Regions from separate parts of the Mus musculus genome. Here all the other regions are linked to region 1. Evidence: chromatin contacts called from public Hi-C and HiChIP or PLAC-seq data. All regions are on one chromosome and are shown on one strand. The core of a region is the stretch at or near the end of the contact, and the rest is flanking DNA. Distances in the headings are between cores, read along the strand shown. Region 1 has its middle 440 kb from the start of Gm25020. Region 2 overlaps Sugct (succinyl-CoA glutarate-CoA transferase). Region 3 has its middle 190 kb from the start of Gm31711. Region 4 has its middle 230 kb from the start of Gm31711.

The links. Hi-C and Micro-C count contacts between places; a contact is called where the count stands out from the background. HiChIP or PLAC-seq counts read pairs in DNA pulled down with a chosen protein or histone mark.
Region 2: an H3K27ac HiChIP or PLAC-seq map of embryonic fibroblasts shows a contact between it and region 1, with 5 times the contacts expected there. The contact joins two enhancer-like sites. A contact is called at or near these places in 1 of 484 Hi-C or Micro-C datasets (trophoblast stem cells) and 2 of 115 datasets of contacts at active chromatin or transcription factors (a colorectal cancer cell line and embryonic fibroblasts).
Region 3: a Hi-C map of the AML12 cell line shows a contact between it and region 1, with 2.4 times the contacts expected there. The contact joins two enhancer-like sites. A contact is called at or near these places in 4 of 484 Hi-C or Micro-C datasets (the AML12 cell line, granulosa cells and liver), 1 of 115 datasets of contacts at active chromatin or transcription factors (pancreatic cancer cells) and 1 of 9 other capture datasets (embryonic stem cells).
Region 4: a contact with region 1 is called in a Hi-C map of pancreatic cancer cells, with 4 times the contacts expected there. The contact joins two enhancer-like sites. A contact is called at or near these places in 5 of 484 Hi-C or Micro-C datasets (embryonic stem cells, large pre-B cells, macrophages and 2 more) and 1 of 115 datasets of contacts at active chromatin or transcription factors (embryonic stem cells).

The regions. Positions count from the first base shown.
Region 1 is chr13:16,760,038-16,763,769 of GRCm38.p6, reverse strand. No RefSeq gene overlaps it. Among named protein-coding and RNA genes, the nearest start is that of Gm25020, 440 kb to the left of the region's middle. Within about 2 kb of position 2,104, at least 76 of the 459 cell types and tissues checked have an H3K27ac peak or open chromatin away from gene starts, as enhancers often do. A contact at or near this core is called in the AML12 cell line, a colorectal cancer cell line, embryonic fibroblasts and 2 more, where this site is marked.
Region 2 is chr13:17,211,136-17,214,867 of GRCm38.p6, reverse strand. The region is part of intron 12 of Sugct (succinyl-CoA glutarate-CoA transferase); the gene reads left to right. Among named protein-coding and RNA genes, the nearest start is that of Gm25020, 7.0 kb to the right of the region's middle. Within about 2 kb of position 1,972, at least 27 of the 459 cell types and tissues checked have an H3K27ac peak or open chromatin away from gene starts, as enhancers often do. A contact at or near this core is called in a colorectal cancer cell line and embryonic fibroblasts, where this site is marked.
Region 3 is chr13:16,452,093-16,455,824 of GRCm38.p6, reverse strand. No RefSeq gene overlaps it. Among named protein-coding and RNA genes, the nearest start is that of Gm31711, 190 kb to the right of the region's middle. Within about 2 kb of position 2,079, at least 8 of the 459 cell types and tissues checked have an H3K27ac peak or open chromatin away from gene starts, as enhancers often do. A contact at or near this core is called in the AML12 cell line, granulosa cells and pancreatic cancer cells, where this site is marked.
Region 4 is chr13:16,485,457-16,489,188 of GRCm38.p6, reverse strand. No RefSeq gene overlaps it. Among named protein-coding and RNA genes, the nearest start is that of Gm31711, 230 kb to the right of the region's middle. Within about 2 kb of position 1,773, at least 14 of the 459 cell types and tissues checked have an H3K27ac peak or open chromatin away from gene starts, as enhancers often do. A contact at or near this core is called in pancreatic cancer cells, where this site is marked.

The DNA of each region.
Region 1 (3,732 bases), core at 855-3,354:
AAAGAAATAGGGTTGCACTTAAAGCATATATTTGAGTAAGCAACTAAAACAAAGAGCATTTATATCCAAGGAGACTGTTAATTTGATAGGCAAGCAACAAGAGCCAATGCAAATTTCCTCTGCTGGAAAGCTAGAGGAATTAGAAATCATGCCTATGTTCTCTCAAAACCATTCTACACTCTGAAGCTACTAAATCCATGGATCAGGTAAACATTTGAACTCTGGTGTGTGTGTGTGTGTGTGTGTGTGTGTGTGTGTGTGTGTGTGTGTTGGACACCCTTTCCATACCTCCAACACAGGTAATGGATATGCTGAGCTGTAACTGAGTAAGGTTCATATCCCTTCCCTACACCCAGTCCTGCCTAACTTATAATTTGATAGCTATCTTGCTAGCTGCCAACTCTGTCCAAGATCAACACATGAAACCACCTACTGTTCCCAGGAATGTGGCTTCATAAGGAGGCAATCCCAGGTATCACTCTGTTGCAACCCCTTCACTCCAGGTGGCTGAAACAGAACTGCTGGTTTTTCTTATGGCTCTTTCCCTCTGAGCAGTGATGTAATGCAATTGAAATCTTTGCCCGTTTATTGTCCTATCGCCCATAGCCCTGTGACTCTCTGGTATCCTGAGAAAGGATTGGATTCAATTAAAAATAAAAGCCAAGTCTTATCATTAGCATGTCATTTGCGTCTATTTTCTAGGTTTGACTCGCCCATACTCGGGTATCTTTAGTCTTTCTCTTGCTTCCTGGATCCCCCACTGAAGCCATATGTATCTGCTTGTAGCCAGTGCAACTGAGCTCCCCAAACACAGATTCCCATGAAAACTGAACAAAAGAGGAGGGGAGAGGCAGAGCATGTTAAATGTCTCATTAGGCCTTCTGTCTGATTCTCATTAGATTCGCTGACTGCTTCTCATTAGGCCCATTGCCTCGACTTCTTTCAGGCCCTGAATATGTAGGCCAGTGCTTATTGTCATGGTTGGTCGAGAAGATCTATTTCATTTATTCATAAATTGAATGTGGCTTCTGAAAAGTCCCAGGCAGTTTCTTTTGGCAGTGTTAAGGCAGGCTTATTGTTGTTATTTGTTATTTTTCGAGTCGTCCTAGGCAGGGTGGGCAGAAGTAATAACTTAAAAGACGCAGCCGAAAACTTCAAACACTGCTTCAGAATTAGGGCACTGGGGAATCATCATCGCAGCCAAAAGGCCAGCCTCCCGTGTGGACATGTGCAACAGGGCCTCATGAACCAAGTCATCAATACTGCAGTGCTCAGCAAGTACACAGCACGGGGATAAGGAGAATGCAGGGGAAGAGTGGGGCCTGGACATGACTAAGCTGCAATCCCCGTCCTTCTGACCATTGCAGAGCATGCACACAGTGTTGAAAAAAGAGGCAAATAACAGCATTAATAAACTGCTGTACTGTTTAACACTCTGCAAGATATGCACATGCAGCATTAGCATATTGTAAAGACATCAGTTCCATGTCAGTATTCAGCACAGCCGAACAAGTGGCTGCTGGAGAAATCTCTCATGAGATAGCAGGTGGTTCACAGAACTTAGAACTGATTACATGCTGGTCATGATAGAGTGGACATCACTTTGGAGTCTCATGGGAGAGACATGTTTCCAGTAATGCAAAAAAGACTAAAGAGCCTTTCCCAAGAGTGTAAAAAAAAAAATCAGTTTTACATGTTTTCTCTACTCTTGATTTCCTCCTTAATGTTGGCTTCCTATTTTGGGTGAACACGGTGTGTATCCAACCTTTACTCTGAGAGCCATTTGATGCACCAAATCAGAGACTGTTTCCTCCCAAAGTTGTCTTTCCCCAGACTTGGAAGGCTGAAGGTAGAACTTTAATAACCCTCAGAAAGCAGATGTTTTTCTTTCAACTAAATGTCTGAAGTGAAGTGTGTTTAATATGGCTTTATACAGGAAAGTCAAACTGCTCAAAAGAATATTTTTGTAAGAGTAGACATCAATACAAGATTTGAACTTTCTTTCTGTTCCATTTCTCCACCCAGAGGCAAGAGAAGAGATGTCTCCATATATGGCCTTCTCCTCTATCAGGAAGCCGGGCAAGTCCTCCCCAAGGAGGAAGGACCATGACTCACTAACAAGGCCAGGGTGGGGTCCCTGTCAGATACATTCCAGCTGCTGCATAAGCTGGAAAGGCATGATCACTTCTTTGTGGCTTTTGTTCAAGTATGCAGTGTCCTACTCGGAAGATGGCACTGGAGTCACGTGTTCTGTGCCTTTGGAAGAATGTTTTACTTAGCATACAACTATATCAATGGAGTCATGTCTTTCTGTATGCTGCCTTTGTGCCAGGCTAAATGGTCAGCGTTTAAAGGGACAACATGGACAGTGGAAATTAGCACCTATTGTTAGGATAGGGCGTGGTCATTCCAAAGATGCTTGTCTGAATCCTCCCCTACTCACAGTACCGACTTCTAAGAAAGCTTCAGCATAGTTGGTGAGCTGCCCTCACTCTGGGGGAAAATTTTTGGAGGACTTGACCTCTGAACATGCCAAGATATGTGTACAGTCTATTGCAATGTTCATTCACAATATTCACAAACAAAACCTGTTTGCCTTTCAAGTAGCTCCACGAATGTACTATGTTAAGTGCTGGTAAGATGACAGGCCTTTGTGCATTCATGAGGCATGCTTATTGGTGCCTCTGAGCCATGGTTGTGAGGATGAAATAAAAATTTGGCTCCAAAGACTTTAGCAGAAAACCCAGTTCAGAGGCAGGCTAGAACAATGGGCTGAAAATGATCTTGGTCTTTCAAGTATCCAAACTTTCAGGGTAAGAACCTGATCTCCCAGAAAGTATTTCCTTCATTGCCAACTGTAGAGAATCACTGAGAAACTAATTAAAGAATTTGAATCTCATTCCCTCTTTAGTTAGCTGACCCTCGACCAGGGGCAAGATTCCAAACAAAGGCACTCTGAGCCAACAAGATATAGAATGAGGCTCATCAGCGTACACAGGCTGTATGCTCTTGGTCTCCTCTTTCAAAGAGTTACCTAAGTGCAAACTACCCTACCTGTTTTTTGTTTTTTGTTTTTTTGTTTTTTTTTGTTTTTTTGTTTTTTTTTTTAAACAAGGAAGAGCCATCAGAAATAATCAAGTTTGAAGTTCCTGAAAGTTATTCATTTATTGGATTCGACTTCCTACCCTTGCCTTGAATTCCAGGAGCCAGTTCAAGACAGTGAGTTCTCACGGAAAATTAAGTACATTTGCAAAGGTGCTTAGAGAAATATTCTTGTTTCAGGTTTCAGACTCTCAAGAGGATAGTAGTCATTGATTTCCAGCCTTAAAACAATGATAAAGACTTCCAGATATGAATGGGCTTCTATGGAACCTAGCCAGTCTCCCTGAGAGCCTCCTGTTGTAAAATGTTTGGTTTTATTCTGGATACCCACCCTCTCTTCCTTTAGTTCTCCTCCACTTTTTAAGGTCACCTCACTTGGCAGCCACCCTGGTGATCACACAGAATGGCATTTATTGACTGAATAGTTGCCTTATTGAAGAGTAACTACTTTAAGATTGTGAAATTATTTCTGAAAGTTACATGATTATCTACTGAAGCAAATACCTCTGTGATAACATATATATTTATTAGTCAGATATGCAGTAGTCATAAACCTAGAGAAGAGGGGCCCTGTGGGATCTCCAGAAAGAAGTACATTTTACTGATATCAAAAGGTATTAGGCTTACAGA
Region 2 (3,732 bases), core at 723-3,222, 450 kb before region 1:
AGATGTCAGAGACTTGTATGCCTCATCTTTTTTAAATCCTAAACTCAGTGCTTCTTTTCTATGTGGCATAGTCCAATATAGTAGATAAGGGAAGGGTGATGGGAGCGCCCATCTTTTGGGTTAAAATTCTAATTCTATTACTTATTGACTGACTTGAGAAAGCTGCTTAGCCTTTCTGTGCTCCCATCTCCTAATTTGTGAAGTGAAGATGAGATTTTACCTTGAAAGACCAGTGAAGAAGACAATGCGTACAAGACTCTAGACATATACTGTTTGTTTGTTTGTTTGTTTTTCTTACTAAACTTCCTAGTTTGATTTATTGTTTCCCCTCAGGGCAAGAAGATTAAGACAGACTCATATTGCTATTTAAAATATTGCTGAGGAATTTTAATTCTTTAAATGGCTTAAATATTACAAGCATAGATTGTTATTTTATAATAATTGAATATTTGGTATTTTGGTAGATATTTAAGGAAATGACTGCATATTCCCCAAAATATTTTGTTTTAATGCTTTTCAACATTAAGAATTTAAAATTCTGTTTCAGACCCCAGTATATATTCATTATTTTTTAAATTGAAAATATTTTTATATAGTAATTATGGTCATGGTTTTCCCACCCTTTTCCCCACCCTCTTCTTCCCCACCCTCTTCCCCACCAGATCCTTCCACCTCCCTACCAGATCCTTGATTGTCTTTTTAAAAGATTTGTTTTGCCTGAATGCAGTCCACATATAAGACAGAAGAGGGCACCAGAAGCCTGGGAACTGGAATTATAATTCGTTATGTGGCACCATGTGGATGCTAGGACCTGAACCCCAATTCTCTACAAGCAGAGCAAGTGATCTTAAGCACAAACCCATATCTCCATACCCACATTTAGAATCCTTCAGTTAGTGAGAAAAACAATATGATCTACATTTTGTTCTATTTTTCTGAAGCAATGAAAAGGTCACAGCAGAATTATGTATTAATCACACAGAAACATCCCAAAAGGACTCACATGAAAGTTAACTGTAAGAAAATTAATTCTTCCAAACTGGGTTTGGTGTATGTTTGCAATAATATCTTATACACATTAAAATGATGTGTGTAAATTTTTTGTAATCTTGATTTCCTCTTTATTCTTCAATTCATTAAGACTGATGACTGCAAGCCAGTTTGACACACACACACACACACACACACACACGATAGTCTTGAAGTATCTACTGTATGGGAGGAAAATTCTCTTTAAGATAGAGAAGAACAAAGTTAGTGTATGCTGTGATTTTCTTATCATACAGAATTTTGTGTGAGAGGGCAAGAAGCATAAGCAGACTGGAGCACCCTGTCCACTGCCCCATTCTGAGAGGACCTGAAGCAAGACCTAAGTCCTGGAGGATGCATAACACAACGTTCTATAGCCATTGTCCTGGATACTAGCCTGATACCAATCCAGAGAAATCAGTGAGATGTGAGAGGGGAATTTCCAATGGACTCAACAGTTTCAAGACATCTAAGCAGAAGCCACAGGGATCGCCAAGGGTGGAGGAGCCATCTGCTCATTGCCAATTACCTAACAGCACCCTGATCTGAAGAACAGGATAATACTCTTTTATACATTGGGAGGTGAAGGGATTTGTTTGCTTATTATACCACTAGTGAAAAGTCTCCTAAGGGACATGCCATGAGCTAAAAGGTGAATGAATGGCAGAATGCAGAGTTTGCCCTCTCTGCTGAAAGTGTAAGTGAACATAATCATTCTGTGCCCCCAATACAGGTTAGGCTGTTTTCTGAGGGTAGAAAATGGCAGAGGAAGCTGCATGATCAACTCCAGGGGTGGATTGGACCAGAGTCCATTGTGGGCCAGCCCAGCCCAGTGCCTGAAGAATTATTTTCACCTTCTTGTTCTCCTGAATCCAGTTTCAGTGCTTTCAGTTTGCACCCCTTTGTTACTCACATAATCATTTGTCTGTAGCCTTTCCTGCCAAGTACTTCCCAAACTATGACTCTCAGTGATACATTTGTTTATGGAAGGCCTGTGATTCACCCTTAAGGACTTTTGTTTCTTGTTTTACTGCTATTTTTTCTTCCCTTTGAATGCTTTCAGTTGCAACTTATAACAAGTTGGGGGTTGTTTGTTCTATAATTTTTAGCTACAGCAAATGCCTACTTAGGACTGATTTTCCTTCATGCCTTTACAGTTATTTTAAACACAACATTCCCTCTGGCCATGACAGTACAGTTATAAAGAATCAAGGTAGCCAAAAGTAGGATATGCATTTAACCTTTCAAATACCACTACTAAGTGGTTAAATCCAGTGACCATGAAGGAAGTTGAGAGAAGTATGCTTTCTGTCTAGACTGTGGCATACTGAAGTCAACTTGCCTGCTTTATTAGATTTGTAATCTGAAAGTCCTTGATGCTAACTTAATACAAACAAAATAAAATATTGTTATGAGTGTGTGCTTACCATATGTTGGATTTATCCAATGTTGTTTTGCATTTTCTTTTATAAAATGTGTCTCAGGATCACTAGCAGTTATTGTTCATAGGTTTAAAACACAAATCAATTGAAATCATGGTAAGTATTATATCCACTACCACTAAGGACTTGTATTTCAGATTCAACTAGTCTGTTTGAATCCCTACCTCATAGAGTGTGATTATCTATGCCATGCATTTAATTAGTCACTCAGGTTTTCCCCTCTTAGGGTAGACATGTGCAAAGGACACATGAGGTGGGAGCAAGATGGAAGCCTAGAGTGTAGAACTGTGGGGAGAGTTGTGCTCACAAGCAAATATTCTGATGCAGATTTATATAGGTGGATTCAACTTGGAGATGGTCAGGAGAAGAACTGACTGAGTAGTGAGGTTTTAATGCTGCCTTCCAAATAGACAGAGAGAGGGATAATTCAAAGCAAAGGGAAGAATGAAAGTGGCAACATGAGAGAATCTCCAGGAGTCTGGTGTGAGTGAAACAGATGTGAGTTGGAAAAGCAAACATTATATGAAAGTGGAAAGATGGGTTGAGTTACCTTACAAGAGCTGTGGGAAGGTAAGGTGATGCATGTTTACAAATAAACACCTTGCTGAAAGAGCTTGCCATAGCAACCCAGAAGAAGTGGAATGCTCATCTTGACATAAAATTCAATGTCTGCCTCATTCCCACAAACAGAAGACTTAGTGAGTTTTGAGGGCTTTTTAATTTGTATTGATATAAGGGTGAGAAATTATATTTATTTAGTGGTAAGGGCTTTGGGGGATTAAGCTACTAAAATTTTATTAGGAGAATTAATGATCATTCTTGTCCTTAAAGTAGATGAAAAGCCTTTGCCCACCACACAGTAACATGTTTGTAGGTGGAGCTGAAGATAACACATTTCTGTCATATATGTAGAAAATTGTAGTTCAACCTTTCTGACCTGTCTAGATATCTAGGAGATGAGATAAAATAACCAAAGGAGCAGGCCTAAGGAGTGGGGTAGACCAGAGGAAGCCATTTCAAATAGGCTGTCAAAAGCGTGTCACATTTCACCTTCTACAACATCTATCTAACATGAACGAATACTTTCACATCTTACAGTGACATACGACTACAGAGTAAGGAAATTTAGTTTAGAAAATTTCAGAGCAAACAAGTGTTATGCCATTGATTATGTTTCCCTGTGGGACACCAAGAGAAGACCATCACTCAAGGAAGATTGTTAGTCTGGAGTCCATTCTCTTTAGAGGGGGTTGAATGTTAA
Region 3 (3,732 bases), core at 830-3,329, 310 kb after region 1:
ATTCCTCAGTTCAGAATCTCTCTTTATGGTATAAAGATCTTTGAGTCTTTCTTGCACTAATTAAAACAGATACATTATCATGCTGCTTAAATTACAAGTCTGATAAAGTTTCAGAGTATCATAACAGAGAAACAAGTCCCCAAAATGGGAAAAAGTGGGAAGACTAGCCTCCTAGCAATGAATCCTATGATAAGAGATTTCCCAGATAATTTAACTCTGACATAGCAGAGACAATGGAGACTTCAAGAAACATAATGGTATCACCTAGCTAGACTGTGGGTAGTATGGGTGAGCTGGGTTTAGAGCACACATTTTTAGAGGTCTCCTAATGTTCTTTCAGGATATGTCAGCTCTGTTCTAAGTTGATAGTCACTTTAGAGTCTAAAACTAAAGCATCTTTCTGAGCCCTGGTTGCTTTTTACTCAGTTTTGAGTGGAGGAATAAGAGGAAGGACCAGTCAGTGCACTTTGTTATGACTCTGGGTATATTAAAACATAAAGATACATTACTGGGCGATTATAAAGCATGCAGCATATTTTAAATGTTTACATTTAGCTAAATAGAAATTCTAAGAAGTACAATTTATTTTATTATTCACAAGATTGCCTAGGACTTGGAAAATTATTGACATATTCTCTCAATCTGCTCTCTGTATCTCAGAAACTAAATAAATCAGCTTGCTTAGTGATAAAATCAGAACTAAGGCTGAGGCCTAGACTAAATGACCCTCCCTGCTCTTATGTGACAAGCCTGTTATCAGCAGTCCTTCAGCCTGTGTCCACTGTGAGGAACCCTGTCTCCTAGCTGTTCTCCTCTGTAGGTTAAAGTGGGCTTCTGCAAGGACTATGTATCTTGACATTTCTTTGAGCTTCTGACATTGTGCTGAATGACTTGAGCTGTTATCTGTCCTGATTTGAGCCTTCTTAGCAGGCTCTGCTATCACAACCCTGTGTAATTCTCAATGACCCTAACAGCCTGGCTTTCCTATCAGCAAACTGATTGTCCTCTCTTTACCATCTTTTACTGAAAACAGAACTGATAAAGAAGGGAGAAAATGCTTGCTTAATCTGTGCTAAAAAATGTCATAGGACTGGCAAACAAAGCAGACAGTGGTTCAGAGGCTCCTCCAAGGAAGCCTAGCTCTGGCTTGAAGACTAATCTTAGCTTCCACTTTGTAGCTGTGGACAAGTGCCCATGTAGATTGCTTCCAATGCAACCCTAACATCTCATAGACTTATTCCAAGAGGACAGTATTTCTTGTCCCTGAAAGGCAGTGGGTCTGAAATATCAGTTCCTTCCAGAAAGATCATATGTGGAGATCAAGAGAAAAACCCCTCAATGGGTTGCTCCACAGAATTCCAGACTTTCCCTGTACAGCCACAGAACACCATAGAAACTCAGCAAATTACCTTCCATCTTCTGACGTGGGGGCACATTTGAGTGAAATTGAACTAGAAAAAGCCCCTTTGAGCCCATTGAAACAGGGGCATGCCATCTGCCCTCTATTTGTGACCAGAAAGCTCATGCAAAAGAACTACAGGATGCTAACCATGAGTTAAGAAAATGTTACTAAAGAAGAAAGTGTCCCACTTGTCCTGTAACAAGTCCCAGACCCAGGCTTTATGGGAAGAAGCAGCAGGTTAACCTGCCCTTCCTGCCTACCATCAAGCAAACCTCAGTGAGATCCAAGAAATCGCACAGTGGCCAAACATGAGGTTGCTTTTTATATCTATTGTTTTTATGGCAAGCAGATGTGCTTGGTACCTACATTTAAGTACTCATTGATTTAGATGTTGATTTTGCAGACTCATAGAAATTACAGCATAGGCTCTGTTTGTCCCATTCCTGAGGGGGGAACATGCAGACTGTCTCTGTTGCTAGAGCTGTGATCCTGCTCTACCTCATGTTCCTCCTCCTACAGAGCTAAGGTGGCTACAGGCTCCCTGTTGGCTATACACATTGTGTAGAGTTACAGTAGATGAGTGAGATCCTGTTAGAAGCAACTGTGGTTATAAGAGTACCCCAACAGGCATCCCTGAGCATAGCCCAGTAGGCTGCAGTTGCTTTTGTTGTGATTCTTGTATACTTAGCCTTACACAGTGAACTAAAGTGGTTGGGATGGACCTTGGCAGAAAGCAGTGACACATGTTATCTCTGCTTAGCCAAGGCTTAAGCTTGGGGCCAGACCTCCAATCCTACAACTTCTCTTTACTGTGTTTGCTCCTGTTGGGTGGATAGGTTACTGATGCTCCTTGTCTACTCCACTGAGCAAGGTGAGATAAGTTCACTCAACTATAGGTCTCTCTGTTCAGATCAGGACCCAGAAGCCTAACCACATTCTCTGCTGCACAAAACATTAACATTTGCAGGAGAAAAGTAAACCACAAAAATGTGGCCATTTGCCCAAACTGCATGACACAAAGACTATGTAGATATTGAGGTCATTTTGATGCCACATGGTTATTGAAATACACTTTCTCATCATTGAGCTCAAAGGGCAAAGAGCTCAATTTAGTGCAAACTTCACTGAGTTGCTGTAAGGCCTATTTAGCACAACTCACATGAGCAAGGTACTCTTGACCTAGCCTGTTCAGCCTCATAATCCTACATACACTTTTCTCTGTAAAACTACCATACCTTAAATATGGAAGTCTTCTACCCTAATCAGTTCTACCTGCTGATGGGGATGACTTTGAAGTCATCTAGTTCAAACCCTGCTCTGTAACATTAACTCTATCACATCAGTACCATGTGGATGAAATCTTTTGCTTGAGTTAAAGTCCTTAAATGGCCACTGACATCTTTGCTTGCTTTGTATACACTTGCTTTTTATTTTACCTGAAGCTGGGTGTTTTGTTTTGTTGTTACTGTTGCTTTGTTCCTTCTCAGAGGTGTTGAAGTCTTCCTGCTTCTCCTTAGGTATACTGAACAGTTCGTGTTCCTCCTTGGGTATATTTAACCTGTCCTGTTCTTTCTCTGGTGTGTACTAAAGGGAGGTCATAGCTTCCCAAGTATGTTGGGAGTATTAAGCTATAATGTTTCTGCAGAGACTCCTGTCTGTGGTTTTAAAGTCACATTCCTTTATCTATTAAGACAGTTCATATCTCCTTCATGAACTGTGCTGCTGAGATATTTTTCCATCCATGTATGGCAGAGTTATTATAGAAATTCCTCCTGTAGATTGACTGGTTATTTGCCAATTTCACCATTCTTTGGGATGAGAAAGTAGCAGAGATTGTTCTGTCTATTCAAATGTGAGTAATTTCTGAGGTTTATAATGAGGTTAGCAACACTGTTTAGATTCACATCTTTACAATCAATTGTCCCCAAAGTGGTGGAAATGGGAACATGTTTCTGCATAATTTTCTGTCATAGGTTTATAAGAAGTCCATTTGGAATGTTTAGCCTACAAAGATTATATTGGATTCAAGGTCCAGTTAATTTGTTGCTACATTCATTATGGTAACACATCCACTTCATGGAATCTATGGCTGTCATCCCACAAAACATAGTTAGTTTGATGCCTTATTGATTATGTTTCAGTTTTAAGGAGACAAATGCTACTGGAATTAAATCTATTCATTTCCCAGATAAACTATAAACAAGACCTATAGTAACTATCTCCCATTGTCCTCCTGACTCCACCATTGCTCCCTTTCCCCAAACCTGATCTCTACTTACACACTAGGTCCCTTCTCATCTTTCTATCTCACTCTCCATCTTTTCACCTCT
Region 4 (3,732 bases), core at 524-3,023, 270 kb after region 1:
TCTTTATCTTTGCCAGTATAAAAAATAACTATTTTACCCGGATTGTATTTCAAGACTCTTCCCATCTTCTGAAGATTCTTCAGAAAGTTGCTTCCAGTATATCAAGATCATTTTAAGTGAGCAATATGTGTGGGTAGAGAGGGTGAGAAAAAAAAAGAATTTCTTTCAAAATCAAAGATGTAGATAATTAAGACTTTCTTACTAGTGATGACTGAAATACCTTTGGAGGTATTTACAGTTTTTCTCCTTTTATCAGTCTTTGAAATTATCACATCATTTCTAGGGAATGAGTGTGACTAGCAAGCTTAAAAACAGAGGTCTTATTATTAGCTACTGGAAGAGGTAAAGAATTAGGGATATAGACAAAAGAAGAGTGATTGGATAATAATTCTTCAGGAATGGAACAGAGATAATTGGGACATTAAAAAATGTATTCACACATTCTGTACTTGCAATTTGCTTCTTAGGTGGTCAAAGAATATGGAAAATGTTATATTTCAGATAGAGATATGACTATAACTTTTGTCTTTTCAAATTATACCAAAATTTTAAAAAGATAATAATTGATTTCAGATAGCAATTACCTCTAAAGTAGATATGTGTTCTTTCTTTATCAGGTTTTACTTCTCAGAAATTGAGGCATCTTCTATAGAGACTACCAAATGAGGCTGCCTAGATGCCAAAGAAAAGAGAAGGTTGAGAAGTCATTGAAATTACTCAATCACATCCAATTGTTTGGGTAGACACAAGCTCCTATCACCTTGTAATAAGATTGGTGTTTGTGTGTGTGTGTGTGTGTGTGTGTGTGTATTGCATTGGTAGAAATGTTAAGCTTGAATGGTATTTAAAATATTGTGCTGTGTGTGATAAGAATCAGTGTAGTAAACAAAGTTATCAATGTGGTATTGAATAGGCTCCAGCCAAGCCATCACTAAGCCTTTGACATGACTAAAACCAACCTTTTCCCAAAATGGATGAGTGAGATGCTTCACTCACAAAGTTGCTGCATAGATGATGGTGATTAATAATCAATATATAAAACTTTTGCCCAAGTAACTAGCACTGCATTTCCTACTGTGAATCAAGGATAATTCTTTCTACCAGATACAGCTAAAATGGAACAGGTAACTAAGATAGAATTTGGTGTCAAGAAAAAAAATATAAACAACAAACAAACAAAAATAAATAAAAAAGTACAAAGAAAGCAAAACAAAAAGAAATCCCTATGTCTATAATGATGAGCACTTGAAGACAAATAAAGGAGGTGTTAGGTGGCTGGAACAGAACTAGTCTTCCTGTAAGTGTCCAATACCCTGGACTCAAATAATATGAAAAGCAAAGAGGGTTTTATTCTACAGAAGTCCAGCATGCTGGGGTCTACCATCTACCATGATCAAGGCACCTAAGTGAGCTCACAGGCCTGATTTAAAGAACATTAGAGGAAATTCATGGAGGGGTAAATGACCTCTATTTTAATCTGTTGGTTCTATCTCTAGGGACATTCTAAATTGCTGGGGTGTGTGGGGCTGGAAATCTGGAAACTGTTGCTGAGGAAGTCTGGAAACTGTTTTAGACCCATTGCTCTTACCTCCAGCCAGGTTGTGGAGCAGCTTCTGATATCATGGCTGACTGACTGCCTGAGGCCTGTTTTTTTTTTTTTTTTTTTTTTTTTTTTTTTTTTTTTTTTCAGTAACTGAGCTGCCCAGACTTGCCTGGACTTGCTCAGTTCATGGAAACAGAGATTTAGGCCTAGTCTCCTGAATTGCCAATTTGAAGCCTGTCATAGTGTCAGCTTGTTTCATTGTTAGAGTAGACACAGAAGAATTCTAAAGGATGTGACACAATCCTGAGATCATGGACTTGAAAGGAGGCCAACTATTAACAGTCATGTGGAGAAGGAATTTCCAGGTACAGGACTCACAGCTTACAAAGTTCACAGTAGAAAACTGAGTCATTTTTGAGCAACACTTAAGCATTGAGTTGGGCTTTCCTTTTCAAGGTACAGTAACATTGCTATGTTTAAGTGGTTTGTATTTGTTGATACATTGAATAATGTGTAGAGAGCTAGACAGACAGGTTTAAGGAGAAAAGGCATCTCTCAGAACCATAGTGAGGTAACCCCAACAAGAGTGACTGCAGCTTGGATTAGTGTGATATCAGTTAAAGGAAAGAAAAGTAGATGAAACAAAGAAACCTTTACATATTCATGTAAGTACAGAATGTTTGACATGGTTGGGCCCATGGAAAAAATATCTTGCTCTGCTTTGATGGCTACAAATTTGCTATATATCTAATAACTTTTAAAAAATGGTTATGTATTATAGTTCTGGAGTTTGGACAATTCATCAACATGTGGTGAAGGCTCACTTCCTGGTCCATAAATCATATTCTTTGGATTGAATTCTTACATGGTAGAAGGGGTAAGAGGCTACCATGGAGCCTCTTTCATAAGAAAACTACTTTCATGAGGGCTCCATCCCTGTGGCTTTATCACCTCTCAAATAACCCATCTTAAAGTATCATTACTTTAGAAATTTTGCTGTTACACATACAGTTTGCCCCATCCCAATACTCAGACCATAACAAAGAGGAAAATGGTATAAAATAATAAGCACATGTGTGGCTAACCCAGTGGTATTTTTCTTATTTACATGCAATTCTTTTAAAAGAATTTTTTTTAATGCCGGTCAAAGAACTAGATTTTATCACTAGTCTCAAAGCCAGTAATAATAAAAGATATATATATATATAGATATATATCTATATATATGTGTGTGTGTGTGTGTGTGTGCGCGTGCGCGTATGCATGTGTGTGTGTATGTGTGCACGTGTGCATGCCTCTGTGTGTACATGTGCATGCCTCTGTGTGTGTGTGTTTCTGTGTTTGAATTGGCAAAGAGAAATTCATTTTTCTTTTTTTCTTTTCTTTTTTTTTTTCGAGACAGGGTTTCTCTGTATAGCCCTGGCTGTCCTGGAACTTACTTTGTAGACCAGGCTGGCCTCTAACTCAGAAATCTGCCTGCCTCTGCCTCCCGAGTGCTGGGATTAAAGGCATGCGCCACCACGCCTGGCGAAATTCATTTTTCAAATCATCCTAAAAGGTGAGAGGATGAAAAAGCAAAAGGAAAGATAAGACATCTCAAGAATGAGCAACAATAACCAGCTAACAGGTTGCCTCACCTAACAGCCTAAAAAGAATATTGCTAGACATCAGAAATAAGTGTTCCTTGGGAAGATCCAGTCAGGACCATCCCTACAGACCCTAAAGCTCAGAAAGTTAGGGACTTCTGGCAGATTTGCCGTTCTAGATAATCATAGAAAAGATGTGCTCAATCTCAATGATCGTCCAACTTCTACATCCAAACAATGGTCCTTCTGGCTAATCTAAGCCAAGCTTCCTGACAACCATGTCTGTGAGGGCTAAAGTACAGGAGTCTGATGGTTTGGAAACAGGAGGACTATAAGGAGCAATTAGAACACAAAAGGAGGTCAAAGGGATACAAATTGGAAAAAAGAAGTCACAATATTATTATTTGTAGATTATGTAATAGTATACTTAAGTGATCCCAAAAATTCCACCAGAGAACTCCTAAACCTGATTAAAAACATCAGCAAAGTGGCTAGATCAAGGGCCTCCACATAGAACCAGATACCCTAAAACTAATAGAAGAGAAAGTAGAGAAGAGCCTTGAACATGGGCACATGGGAAATTTTCTTAACAGAACACCAATA